Regions from separate parts of the Mus musculus genome. Here region 2 is linked to region 1. A link is a contact called in public promoter capture Hi-C data. All regions are on one chromosome and are shown on one strand. The core of a region is the stretch at or near the end of the contact, and the rest is flanking DNA. Distances in the headings are between cores, read along the strand shown.

Evidence for each region. Promoter capture Hi-C pulls out the DNA fragments that hold promoters and counts their contacts.
Region 2: a promoter capture Hi-C map of hematopoietic stem and progenitor cells shows a contact between it and region 1. The contact joins the promoter of Ap2s1 here to the promoter of Meis3 in region 1. A contact is called at or near these places in 6 of 39 promoter capture datasets (cranial neural crest, frontonasal cranial neural crest, hematopoietic stem and progenitor cells and 3 more) and 1 of 9 other capture datasets (adipose tissue).

The regions. Positions count from the first base shown.
Region 1 is chr7:16,173,720-16,177,674 of GRCm38.p6, forward strand. Meis3 (Meis homeobox 3) reads left to right here and starts at 1,676. Exons shown (of 13, transcript NM_008627.4): 1 at 1,676-1,848; 2 at 3,673-3,854. The coding sequence starts at 1,837.
Region 2 is chr7:16,736,255-16,740,209 of GRCm38.p6, forward strand. It overlaps Ap2s1 (adaptor-related protein complex 2, sigma 1 subunit), which reads left to right and starts at 2,190. Exons shown (of 5, transcript NM_198613.2): 1 at 2,190-2,284. The coding sequence starts at 2,282.

The DNA.
Region 1 (3,955 bases), core at 426-2,925:
ACAAATCAATGCTGTGACCCTAGACTGCTGTGTTCCCCTCCACAAATCTCCAATGAGGGTAGTCAGGGAGGGAAGAGCTGGCAGGGTCTTTACACATTTAATTGAAAGTTACTTCGATTAATCTTCTACCTCACAGTACCTATGTTGGGGTACATGTGTGTAGCTAACCCCACTCCCCGCCAGCCTCAAAGGGCCAAAGTGGGGAAACCTGAAGGGGGACCCCACTCAGTGTGATAAGCCCACAGTCAGGCAAGGCCCCCTGAAATCTAGAGCCCTGGTTTGTTGCAGAGAGTGAAAGGCATGTTAGAGAAAGGTCTGGACTCCATCAGGATCTGTGGGTGTCCCAGGTGACAGAACAGGGTGAGGAGAAAGAGGGGCACACTCAGGACAATAAGAGGAGCTGAGAAGAAGCAGGGTCCTCCCTCCTCCATAGCCTCTCAGGCCCTCCCCACCTGTCACCCCTGCCCTGGCTTTTGTTTTATTTCCAGCAGAGAAGATGAAGGAGTGCGAGGCCTGTTTATGGGAGTCATAAAATGTACCTCCAGCTAGCCCAGCGGGGCTCACACCACCAACAGTGAGAGAGTCAGTGAGCAGGCTCTCAGCTGCCTCCACTCTCTGCGCTCTCTCTCTCTCTCTCTCTCTCTCTCTCTCTCTCTCTCTCTCTCTCTCTCTCTCTCTCTCTCTCTGATTCTGTTCCCTTCTCTGTCCCTTTCTCAGGTTCCCTTTCTTTCCTTCCTTCCTCTTCCTCCCCCAACCCACATCCTCCTCTTTTCCTCTGGTTTTTGGAGACAGAATCTTACCGTATAAGCAGGCTTGCATCCAACTCATGCTCCTCCTGCCTCAGTCTCCCTGAGTACCACACACACCCGGCACAATTACTTTTTGCCACTGGAATTTCACTCCAAAGCTTGTCTTGGGGTTTGACTGACAGCTTTTGTCTGCACCGCCTCAGTGGCTAGACCCACGATTTACACCCCACCCCACCCCCACCCTCCCACCCCCGCAAGGCTCGGAGGTCCCAGGCTGCTCCCCTAGGGGCAGCTGAGAGGGCTTCATCCAGGCTAAGGGCCTTCCTGAACACAGGGCTCAGAAGGACAGAGGCACACACATCCCTGAGGGAAGCACAGCAGCTCAATACTTTGCCACTTCTAGACACACACTGGAGCCTCGGGCCGACAGCCCCCTTGTCCCCCCAGGGGAGACAAGGGACAGAAACGGAGCAAGAAGACAAACGAAAATATAAGCTTGGTTCTTTCCTGTGCCTGGTTTGCTTTAATCCCGTCTCATGGTTAGACAGGAGAGACAGAGACAGAAGAGTGACCAGAGAGGAGGGGCAAAAAGCTACTGCAGACCCCTGGCGGCCAGGCAGGGAGAGAGCAAGAAGCAGTGAGGACCAAGAGGGAGGGTGGGGACCGCGGGAAGCTCCAGACACAAGACCCCGCGAATCTGACATACAAAGGCCAAGGTGGGTGGAGGCAGACCTGGAGTCCAGGAAGAGGAGAGGAGGAGGGAGGGGACAGCACGGAGGGAAGAAGGGGAGGCAGAGAAGGAGAGGGAGGAGGGGACTCAGAGGAGAGGGGAGGGACAAGACAGGAGAGGGGCCGCTCGGGAGGAGGCCCCGCTCCGGCAGACAGCGGGTTAAGCGTCTCCGCGTGAACTTCCGGATGTGACACAGGCCGGGCCCGTGTGAGCGGAGGAGCCGCCGCCACCCTCGGCCGCGATCCGCGGGTCTTGGCCACTCGGAGACCCTGGCACCCGGCGGGGACCTCGGGGACCTCCTGCCGCGATGAGCTCCAGGCCGTGACCTCCCGAGCCCAGGACAGGCGGCGCCGGCTCATGGCCCGGAGGGTAGGTGACTGTGCCGTCCCGCCCTGAGCCTCTTTCTGCCTCTAAATGTCCCTTTTTGCCCCTTAGAGTTCCTTCTGCCCCTCCCTCTATTCCTCTCTGTCACTCTCTCCCCCTCACCCCCCCTCCCCTACTCCCTCTATCTCTTGGGTCTTCCCCATCTCTACCCTCTTCCTGTCTGCTTTTCCCCAGGCTTCTGTTGTCTGAGACCCACCCTGGGGTTAGGGGTGGGACATCTCACCAAGCTGCCAGACAAGGGAGAGCAGGGGAGAGATGCGAGCCCTGAGTGTAGGGAGGTTTGGAGACGAACCTGGCAGGAGGTAAAGACCCCATCGTCTGGGTTCACGGTGGGCAGCTGGGAGCAGGTGAATTCACTTCAGGATGCTTAGAGAAGTTAGCCTGCGGAAGCAAAAGAGGAGTGACAGCCACCCAGATGGCCCAGTGCGCCCAGGTCGGCTGGAGAACACAGGACCCTCTGCCTCATACCAGTGAGCCCTTTGCCTCTTGGCGCCCCAGTCTCCCCACTGCTAAGAACCGTCTTCTACCTGGAGATCAAAGGTCCTGCTGCCCCATTGTGATTCCGTAACAGGAGGACCCAGAAATCTGGCTCCTATACTCTTGTTTCTGGTTGGGACTGTTTGCATGGTAGAATAGGGTTACCCTCCCCCAAATGTATTTATTGACTGTTGTCTGATTGTGCTAAATGTCTTTCATTTCCTCATTCATTCAATTCCAACTTGGTGCTAGGTGCGCTCTGACTGACTGACTGACTGTCTGTCTGTCTCTGTCTCTGTCTCTCTGTGTAAGTATATGTGAATGTTTCTCTCTCTCTCTCTCTCTCTCTCTCTCTCTCTCTCTCTCTCTCTCTCTCTCTCTGTGTGTGTGTGCGTGTGTGTGTGTGTAGTTGTCTCTTGCAATTCGGGGTGTAGTGCTCTAAGCCTGCATGCTCTGGAGAACCTACCCTATAGCATACATGTGCATATGTATCACATGCATGTGCATGTCGGCTGTGTGCCCAACTCTGTGTGGATATGGGTATGGTGAATTTACATGTTGGATGTGATAAATTGTTAAGACATTCAGAGGTGTGTAGTGTAATAGCACTCCAGAGGTCAAAGCAGGAGAATTGCTCTGAGTTCCAGGCCAGCATGGGCTGCAAAGTAAGATTCTATCTCAAAACCAAACAAAGCTGGTAGAGCCCTGCCTAGAATCCCCCAGTGAGGGGGCTGGGGGCGTGGCTCAGTGGTAGAGCCCCTGCCTAGAATCCCCCAGTGAGGGGCTGGGGGCGTGGCTCGGGGGTAGAGCCCCTGCCTAGAATCCCCCAGTGAGGGGCTGGGGACGTGGCTCAGTGGTAGAGCCCCTGCCTTGAATCCCCCAGTGAGGGGCTGGGGGCGTGGCTCAGTGGTAGAGCCCCTGGCTAGGATGCACCAGGCCCTGGAACCCAATACTACAAAAATAAAACATACACTTGTAAAATAAATAGGAAGAAGCTGTGCATATGCAGGTGAATTTTTTGGATTTTTCCAGGTTGTACCTCCTGTCAGACCCTGTGCTTTCCTCGCTGTTCTCCCTCCCTGGCTGGTTCCCCCAACATCTCTGTCTCTATGCTTCTTTGCCATTATCTCTCCCTCAGTTCCTAGCCATCCAACTCCTTCCTAGATGTCCCTTTGGGGTCCTGAACAGGACTCTCATGCCTGCTTGGACTGCTCTGTGTGATTCTGCGAAGGCTGGGATCCTTGAATACTGAAGTACACATTGTGTGACCTTGGGTAAGGAGACTGAGCCCTGGGGAACTAACCTCCCCGGGCCTTGTCCCTTCTCTTGTAGTATGATGAGCTGCGCCACTACCCAGGCATTACAGAGCACACGACAGCCCTGGCCAGCTTTTCAGAGGCAGCGCCTTCAGTACCTAGAGCCCCTGGGCCCTACACCCCACACCGGCCACCCCAGCTCCAAGCTCCAGGCTTGGACAGCGACAGCTTGAAGAGAGAGAAGGATGACATCTATGGGTGAGTGGGTCTAGGGACAGGCAGGGGCTCCCCCAGAGTGTCCTTTGTGTCTCTCAGGGTCTGTTTCTCTCCTTGTGTCTGTCTCTGAGCATTCCCTATTT
Region 2 (3,955 bases), core at 940-3,439, 560 kb after region 1:
ACACAAGGACTTTCTCTCCTTACTTTTCTCTTTACATCTTTCAAATTTATCCTCTATGTTTCTGTGTGTGTTTGTGAATGTACGTTAGTGTTGTGTATGTGTTTGTGTGTGTGCATGTGTGTGTGCATGTGTGTGAGTGTGTGCATGTGTGTATGTATGTGAGAGAGAGAGAGAGAGAGAGAGAGTGTGTGTGTGTGTAAATCAGAGGACAACACAAGGACTTTCTCTCCTTACTTTTCTCTTTACATCTTTCAAATTTATCCTCTATGTTTCTGTGTGTGTTTGTATATGTATGTTAGTGGTGTTTATGTGTGTGTGTGTTTGCGTGTGTGTGTGTGTGTGTGTGTGTGTGTGTGTGTATGCGTGAGAGAGAGAGAGTTTGTGTGTACGTCAGAGGACAACTGGAGAGGGCAACTGGAGAGAGTCAGTTCTCTCCTTCCTCCATACAGGTTCTAGTGATTGAACACAGGTCATCGTCAGGCTTGGCAGCAGTTGTCTTTATCCACTGACCTATTTGCCTCGTTCAGGTTTTAGAATTTTGAGACAAAGTCTGACTCTGTAGTCGAGGCTAGCCAGAGAGTCCCTATATAGTACAGGATAGCCTTAATCCATACCAGTACACTTCCATGGATTTACAGACACTGTGTCTAGCCCAATTCCTATCTTTATTTTATTTTATGTACATATGTAGTTATATTTATGAGAAAACCTACATCCCTAAGCTCAACTAAATAGAGCACTGCGTAAGCATAGAAAGGCAGTTAGTTACATTTTTAGGTCCACAGCGTAATGACTTGTTTAACACTATTTCTGCTGGGCATCAGTGGTGCATACCTTAAGTCCAGGTAAGCAGATCTCTGAGTTCAAGTCCAGCCTGGTTTACAGAGTGAGTTCCAAGACAGCCAGGACTACATAAGAAACCATGTCTCAAAAGTAAAATAAAATAAAATAACCTACTTTTCCTAAGACTGGTGTGGTGGCATATGCCTATACTGTAGCCCCTTTGGTGGCAGAAGCTGCAGGATCAGGACTCCAACTGATCCTCCCCTACAAGGCTAGTCCTAGGCCAGTCCGGGATACATAAAACCCTGAGCTTAGGGGCTGGTGAGATGGCTCAGCGGTTAAGAGCACCAACTGCTCTTCCAAAGGTCCTGAGTTCAAATCCCAGCAACCACATGGTGACTCACAACCATTGGTAACGAAATCTGATGCTCTCTTCTGGAGTATCTGAGTACAGCTACAGTGTACTTACATATAATAAATATTTTTTTAAAACCCGAGTTTAAAGGAAAAAAAAAATCACTGGAGGGAAGAGTGAAACATGCCTTCTGAACGTGACAGAGATGATGCCAAACCTTACAGCAGCTGGGAGTTACTGCTCAAGGCCTGTAGGAGACCAGGCCCATCAGCATTTCACCACAGGTGGGCACGGATTGAGATGCTGGAGAGAAGACTCAGTGTTTAAGAGCTTTTGCTACTCTAGCAGATTCGGCTCCCAAACTCCAGTTCCTAGGTTCTTATGCTGTCTTCCACCTCTGTGGACACTGCAGGCATACTATAGACTTACCTACATGCAGGTGAGAACTCAAATACATAAAATAAGCAAAAAATTAAAAACCAGTCGCCGAGGGTGCGAGGGTCATATTCCCAGTAGTGTATTCTGTTAAAAGATGCCCATGCCCAAGTAAGTAACGCTCACATCCGCAACCCCAGATCAATGCCGTGGGTCACACGCTCCGCAAGAAAAACATACATGAAAAAAGGAACACTTTGGGGAAGAAAGGGTTTTGGTGGAGGAGAAAGAAGTAAGCTAATAATAATGGGGAAATATTATCAAAGCACATTATATGTTATAATTTAAAGCAAAGTTGAAAAGAAAAAACTACTATTCCCAGCATGTCCTTGCTGGTAGCTTTGGGATCGAGGAGCACTAGAACCACATTTCCCGAAATGCAACGCTCACTCAGTCTACTTTTAACCTATGGAAATTGTCCTTATTCAGAGTCCTTCATCCACAATGCATTTGGTACTCGCATTTGGCGACTAGGTCTCTTGATAGGAAAAAGGGCAGTCGCAGAGCATGCTGGGAAGGCGTTAGACCGGGGCCACCCTTGCCAACGCGTGCGTTTAAACTACAACTCCCAGAGGGCCGTGCCCGAGAAGGAAGGCGGGTTCTCCTGCCGGAAGTCAGTTCTAGCCCTGGGCCCCACAACTGCAAGCAGAGCCGGAGCCGCCCTGTTACAGCGGGACCCGGGCCTCTGGGGTCCAGACAGGGGTCGCCATGGTAACGGGGGGAGCGTCGTACCGGGGACAGGCAGAGGGGGGTGGTTCACGTACGGTCCCCGGGGTTTCGGTTTGGAGGTGACAAGCTTCCTCCTGCTGCGGATGATCCGGGCCGGGCGCGGGTTCTCGGGATTGGGGTCAGGAATGGGGATCAGGGGCTGGATGCTGCGCTGCGGGGTGTGCTTGTGGTTCCAAGCAAAGGATTTGGAGGGGAAGGAGTGTCCAGGGGAGGGACTGCCTTGGTGGGAGACATTTGGGGGTGATTTTGAAACCACAGAGGCGGGAGAAGATATTGGAGATGAGGAAGGGATGATGGAAAAGAACCAGAGACTCTACAGACAGGGTAGAGAGGGTTCCTTATGAGAAGGAAGGAGCTGGTTTTAAGGAGAGCTAGTGTTGGGGCAAATTGGATATGGCCAGGGTAGATGCTCTCCAGGGGAAGAAGAGGACCCTGGAGGCCGGAAGTTAGCCCCTGTAGGATTAGAGTTAGGCTGCTGCAAGAGGAGAGAGGGCTGTAGCAGTAGAAAGTGGATTCTAGAAGAAAATGGGGAGCAACTGAACAGAATGTTCCACAGAGGAGAGGTCCGGGGTGCAGAGTAGACTTGGAGGCGTCACATTTGAGGAGGGGGAGCTTTGGGAGAAGGGCTGAGCACTGGATTTAGGGGAACCTCCACCTCCAAGACGGGCCTTTTGGAACTAAGAGTTCTTTGGATAGGGACTTGGAGAAGAAGACTTGGGAGGGGGATGTCAGAACAGGAGGTGAGTAGAGGTCTTGGAGGTTCGATGCGACCTTTGTAAAAAGGGAGGCCAGCCTTGGACAGGGAGAAGGGGTGCTTGTAATGAAGGACAGGTGAAGCTTCCCGGAGTCGGGGCCAAAGGTGCTGGGGTCAGGGGGATGGAGGTTACAACGAACAATGTGGGGAGGTGGTCGGGAGGCTCCCTGAGGGTACAGCAGAGGGATGGATGTAGGGACTAGGGGCTGCTCAGATGTGTTCCCAGGAGTGAAACGATTCTCATTGAGGGAAACAGAAAGAAGTATTGGTTGAAGTGGGGTAGGACACAGAGGGCTTAACTCAGCCTTGCTTCCAGCTGTTCTTCCCTTCTGCTCCTGTGCCCACCCCCTTCCCTTCCTGGGTTTCCCTGGCTCAGCAGAAGTAGTTCTTGGAAGGGGCATGTAACATCCTGTTTGTGGTTTTCTGCTTAGGTTGAATAAGGCAGATAGGTTGAGGGAAGAATGAGGCTCGGGAAAGACCATGGAAGCCAGTAAAGAATCCAGGGCTCAGGGTAAAGACTTGGAGGAACTAGCTCTGCTTTCTGGTTGTGATAACTATGGGTCTTAGCTTTGTCATCTGTAAAATGGGCAAGAGCATATATGACTGGACAGACAGGGCTTCAAACTAGGCTTCCCAGCAGGGAACCCTTGAGCCCTGATTTTCCCCTTTCCGTTTCCCCCCTCAGTACCTAGGATTGAACCCCGGTAGAGGATTGAACCTGGGGTCTTGGGCATGCTGCTTGGGTATTTTACCTTCAGCTAAATTTTCAGCCTTGTGGTTTCTTTCTCTCTCCTTCCCTCCTTTCTCTTCCTCCCGTTCTGTGCGCTCTCGAGTTGGCTCTCTCTCTTCTTTCTTCTCTCTCTCTCCCTTTTTGTTTGTTTGTTTGTTTGTATTGAGGA